2 separate regions of the Sus scrofa genome follow, and region 2 is linked to region 1. Evidence: chromatin contacts called from public Hi-C data. All regions are on one chromosome and are shown on one strand. Each heading gives the region's core, a stretch centred on a gene start, on an enhancer-like site or on the middle of the called end of the contact. The rest is flanking DNA. Distances are from core to core; before and after follow the strand shown.

Region 1 (2,807 bases), core at 209-2,708:
TTTTTTATTCCTCTGAGAGGCAGACAGATTCTTCAGTTAGAGGTAGATCCAGATTTGAGGTCAAATTCCTTGATGTGTGCAATCTGTAAAATTCCTTTCTTATATTCTGTGATGTTTATCATTTGGATTTTTTTTCTTTCTTTCTTTTTTTTTTTTTTGGTCTTTTTAGGGCCACACCCACAGCATATGGATATTCCCAGGCTAGGGGTTGAATTGGAGCTGTAGCCACTGGCCTATGCAACAGTCATAGGAACGCTAGAGCTGAGCCACGTCTGCGAAATACATCATAGCTCACAGCAACACTGGATTCTTAACCTACTGAGCAAGGCCAGGGATGGAACCTGTGTCCTCATGGATGCTATTCAGATTTGTTTCCATTGAGCCACAACGGGATCTCCTACCATTTGGATATTAAGGGGAGAAACAAAACCTTATTTTTGTGGATGCATCAAAGGTGTGTAGTAAAAATACAAAAATAGCTAATTTACAGCATTTTTATCTCTATTTCTGCTACAACAGACAGAAACACAGTCTACTCTTTTGCTTCTGTGATTTCATATTTATTTGTATGTAGGAAGTTTTTTTTCCACAGGAAAAAGAAGAAAGTGTGCCTTTTGATAAATGAGTTTATTCTAAGATCTTTAGAGTGATTGATGATAATGATTAATATGTGTTTGTAGGTAGAGTCACACACCATGAATATGTGTCATTAATATATTTTCCCAAATAAACTTTGTTTCACAAGAATCTTGAGTGGAGGGTAATACAATTTTCATTTCGTTTCCCTATTTCTGGACAGGAGTTCTAAATTCATATGCAGCATGTAATTCCCTAGGATTCCTCTTGTGCATCTGATACAAACCTGAAGCTGGGGTAAGGCCACTCCCGCTGGATTATTAACTGTGGGAGTCCCTGCTGTGGTGGAGTGCACCAACAGTCAGACTGCTGCCGCTGAGGTCATTGTGGAGGCTCATGTTGGAGCATTGCCTGTGCTGCTGCTTAGGTCGAAGCTGCAGCTGGGATCCAATCCCTTACCCAGGAACTTCCATATGCCACTTTTTAAATGGGTGCAGCCATTTAAGAGAAAGAAAGAGAGAGAGGGAAAGAAAGAGAAAGAAAGAAAGAAAGAAAGAAAGAGAGAGAGAGAAAGAAAGAAAGATGGAAGGAAGGAAGGAGGGAGAAAGAAAGGAAGGAAGGAAAGAAAAGAAAGAAAGAGGAAGGAAGGAAGGAAGAAAAAAAAGAGAGAGAAAGAAAGAGATAAAGAAACTGTAAAAAGTGGCTCCAGAGAAAAGCACAGGAGGGAGAAGCTACTCTGAGCGGCTCTGGTGAGAAAAGTCAATATTTTTGCAGCAGACTTGAAATGTAGCCTCTGGAAACTGTTTCTTCCTCTTGGTCATTGGCAGGCAGCCCCCTTTCCCTGCAGTTCTGAGCTTCACCTCTAAGGGACGCTGCTGTATTGAGTTTCACCACAGAGAAACCAAACTGAAAGTTGGGAAAAATCAATGACGATGAGATCACTTCCTCTGTGTGTCTTTCCACTTCGGGGAATGTTTTTCAATTAAAACGCCAGGCACAGACAATCATCATTCATGGCCTGCCTCCTTCAGAGCTCGGTTGGAGGCCAGGGCCAGCAGGAGCAAGGCTCTTTATTTTAAGGCGCTGCCTGTGCCGTGGAAAGAGGAACCAGAAATAGACCTGGGGAAAAAACAAGAGAATGGGACTTAGCAGATGCTCAGAGCCGTTTTTCTTTATAAATATATCTGTCCACTTCCCACTCTCTTCCCTGTCACTGCAGGCCATTAGCACTCTATTTTTGTCCCTGGGGAGGCTCTGGGCTGGGCCCACCCTGCTTCCCCTCCTGGTAGATAATCTGGGTGAGGGCAGCACTCCTGGGCTGAGGGTTTGACATCACAAGTTATTTTTATCCCAGTAGATTGCAATATCATAACAGCATGTATCTTGTGCCAAAGAATGGCCCCAAAGCTGACAAAGAGGAGAAATTATCTCAAAGATAAATTCCCGGATCTCAAAATGCTTCTCCAGGTGGACTATTTAAAGCCATGGCAAAAACCTAGTGACAAAAATATACACATCTTGAGTGTGGCCTGGAAAGCAATGTAATATCTCTTCCAGTTTCATAATCACCCGAAGAAGGCATGTCCACTATCTAGAGGAGCTACATGGCCCCTGGTCGTAATTAAAATTGGAGTCCAAGAAAGGGGCCCCGTCACCCTAGATGTGTCCAAAGTTATCCTCCGAGCTTTCCTTCGCTAATTACAATGGTCCTACTGTGATTCCCTTTGGGTTAAATTGTGATCTGGGGATGGAAGCTGAATAATTCCTGAAGCTGCAGCCCCATCTCCACACGATCCTTAAATGGAGAACAGTTGATTGGGATGCAGGAAAAGGAAACAGACTTCCAGGAGAAGGCAAAATAGAGGATCCAGGGAGAAGCCACTCAGCAGCTGGGTCATGGAGACGGTTGGTGTGAGAAGGGGATGCCTGAAGCCCTGAGGGGGCCCTGGAAACACACCTTAGGCAGCGGGACTCAGCATGACATGGGACCATGTGAAATGGCTCTTTTGGGCATCATCAGGTGGCTCTGCCGCCCAGCCACCCTGAATACCAGTGGGGTCTGCCAGCTTTGGTGAGCAGCTCTGCTCCAAGCCAGGGCTGCCAGCTCCTGAGCTCTTGGACTGTTGCAGCTGCATTGACCCCTCTGAGGCACCCTAGCATCACTGTACTTTCTCTAAACTCGGTGGGTTTGGGTGTTGATTATCCTGAGCCATTCTTGTTTAACACATCTA
Region 2 (2,807 bases), core at 188-2,687, 460 kb after region 1:
GTGCTGACTTGTTCAGCTCCAGTGGAACTGGGCCATAACTTCCCACAGTGGGGTCCTTTGCTGTGGGCTGGATTGAGTGAGCCTAGGGCCCCTTAAGGAGCCAGTGCAGACAGTGCTGTGAGCAGGTGTGTAAAGCCGGGGGGGTTAGCACTGATCTAGCAGCCCTTGAAGTTGCCTTCCATTCATCAGAAGAGTCAGTTCTTACAGGCCCCCTGCCATCTCTCACCCTGCCTCAGGTCCAACACAGCGGGCCCAGTGTGTGGCTGAGGGACATTTTTTTTTTTTTTTTTTTTTTTTGATCCCTGTTAGAAGACATGGCTCTGGTGACCTTGACCTCATTCATCTAGTTTGCAGCTTCTGCCACTTCTCTTTTCCCCCAAAGAGCTCTGTTAGTGTTACCTGGTGGCTGCTTCCTGCGCCATGAATCAGCACGCTGTCATCAATCCCCCTGTGAATTCTGAGAACCTGTTCCTCTGAACACTTGGCTGGCACCCTACCTCCTGACGCTTCCCTGTGAGGGCTTGGAAGCTGCTTTGCAGTCTTGAATGGTTTCCCATTTGTTATAGGTATACGTCTTGTTTTCACAGTTAGAACTCCTTGAGAGCAAGGGCTCTGCGTTGTTCCTTTTAAAGCCCTTGTATGTGATCACCTCAATGCAAGAATAAGCCCTCTGTGAACAAAATGACAATCAAGACTCCTCGGTGCTTCTCCACTCATCAGAACACAAGGAGACGAGACCCGAGATGGGCCTGAGCTGGCCCATTCTTTCTGCACAAGCCCCTCCACCTCAGGGCAGGACTGAACCTTAAGGCCAATCCTCAGCATGGGAGAGCCCTTAGGGACCCAAAAAACAGTATTTCAGAGAATGATAATGAGGCTCAGAAAATGTCCCCCTCTCCACATCACCCACACCATCCCTCTGTACTGGCCCCCAGGGCCTTTATCCAAGAGGCAGCTCCCTTTTGCTTTAAGACGAGGAGGAGGAAGCGAGCAGGAGCAAGCAGGTCTGACAGTCTCTGCTTCTTTTTCCAGACTCTGGAAGCTGAGGGGAGCCAGGCTTCTGACGAGTCCCCCACTCCTGCTTTCAGATGCTAATGAGCCTGGCCCACAGCCTCCTGGCTGAGCTCCTGGTCAAGGAGTTCAGCCCAGCACTGACCTCAAATGACTGGTCACAGATCTTCTCAAAGCTTTTCTGATTTAAACCCAGTTCCTCTGCATCTCCCCCAACCTCCCCAAAGAAAACAGCTCCAGGACTCATAAAACAAGGTAAGCTCGCCTTGCTCCTGCTCCAGGCGTCGCCCTGAAGGGGTTATGCTCTCCATCAGCCATTTGCGTACCAGAGCTTAGAAAATCGGCTCCTGGGGGAGGGTGTCCCAGAACCAGTTTCTCTACCCAAGTCGGACCTCAGACAAGGCTCATTATGCAAAGCAGGCACAAGATGGACAGTTTGGCAGGAGTTCAGTTACCTCAGAACTCTCGCCAGCTGTCTACACAGAGGAAGTAGTGTGTTAATTAATGGGAAATTCATGTGAAGGAGGTTCATTCCACGTTTCAGAGCAAAGCCCCCGTCAGGAAACAAGGGCCCGAAGAGAGTCACGGCATCAGGCAGGATGGGGGTGTTTGTGAAGGAAGTGGTGGTCCTGCCTTTCCTCCAGAGCATCCCACAGTCTCTCCCTCCTCCCCACGCTAACGAGACCCTCTCCTCCCCATTGGCACCCACAGCAGAGGAAATGAGGCTTTTCAGAATATTCATCGCCTGCAGAACCACCTCTGCAGGGAGGCACAGCCCGCAGTCACAGCGCCTCTGGCTGTAAGCGTGGGCTGTAAAGATGCTGCTCGGCAGCCTGGCTCCCCGCTTCCCCAGGGGTGTTTCTGCTCCATTAACACCCTCTCCGTCAGCCCCTCACGGAGCTGACACCCAGCCCTGTTCACGCTGAATGTCAACTGCTGCTTCCTGCGTCTGTGTCTCCCACGGGACCCTGCGTTCCCTGAGGACATAGCCCAGCCACATTCATTGGCCCATATTGTAGGATGATTAAACATATTGAGTAAATGCTTGGAAGAATGAATGACTCAACCCCCAGGATAGGCTGTGATAAACGAAGATTAAAATGAAAATCTTCATGAGGCCCAAGTGATACTACTCCAGAATATTCTCATTCTGAAAGCCTTTCACCCATCTAGAGAAAGGAATTGGAGACTTTTAAACACTGGGTAATTGGGAGAGAGAAGAGTTTGGGGAAAATCCAGTGGCCAATCAGAGCAGAACAGTGGGACCCCTTAAGACCAGGATACAGGCAATAAGGTGACGTCTTGTCTGTAGAGAATTTAAGCAATAAGAGGAGTTCCCATCATGGCTCAGTGGTTAATGAATCCGACTAGGAACCATGAGGTTGCGGGTTCGATCCCTGGCCTTGCTCAGGGGTTAAGGATCTGGTGTTGCCATGAGCCGTGGTGTAGGTTGCAGATGCGGCTCAGATCCCGCGTTGTTGTGGCTGTGGCGTAGATTCCCTAGCCTGGGAATCTCCATATGCCGCGGGAGCGGCCCTGGAAAAGGCAAAACAAGACCAAAAAAAAAAAAAAGCAATCAGAATCTGACCACAATTGGTTTACTTTTTTATCACCTCTGCCAGCAATTTTAAACAATGTCATTGATAAAAATACCTCTTCCTAAAAAAAAAAAAAAAAAAAAAAAAAAAACAAACTTTCGCTGATCAAAGTTGTAAGCTATTGCTGCAGTTTATTGTCGAGTATTATAACAAGAGAAATCCCATTGTGTTTCTTTTGTGGGCGTTATTATTTCTTTT

Evidence for each region. A called contact is a pair of places that touch in the nucleus more often than the background predicts.
Region 2: a Hi-C map of subcutaneous adipose tissue shows a contact between it and region 1, with 3 times the contacts expected there. The contact joins two enhancer-like sites. A contact is called at or near these places in 1 of 5 promoter capture datasets (liver), 19 of 47 Hi-C or Micro-C datasets (adipose tissue, alveolar macrophages, brain and 11 more) and 1 of 2 datasets of contacts at active chromatin or transcription factors (skeletal muscle).

What each region holds. Positions count from the first base shown.
Region 1 is chr10:49,792,808-49,795,614 of Sscrofa11.1, forward strand. No RefSeq gene overlaps it. Among named protein-coding and RNA genes, the nearest start is that of MYO3A, 170 kb to the left of the region's middle. Within about 2 kb of position 1,459, at least 32 of the 83 cell types and tissues checked have an H3K27ac peak or open chromatin away from gene starts, as enhancers often do. A contact at or near this core is called in adipose tissue and subcutaneous adipose tissue, where this site is marked.
Region 2 is chr10:50,255,939-50,258,745 of Sscrofa11.1, forward strand. The region is part of intron 3 of LOC102166141 (a long non-coding RNA gene); the gene reads left to right. Among named protein-coding and RNA genes, the nearest start is that of THNSL1, 53 kb to the right of the region's middle. Within about 2 kb of position 1,438, at least 25 of the 83 cell types and tissues checked have an H3K27ac peak or open chromatin away from gene starts, as enhancers often do. A contact at or near this core is called in adipose tissue and subcutaneous adipose tissue, where this site is marked.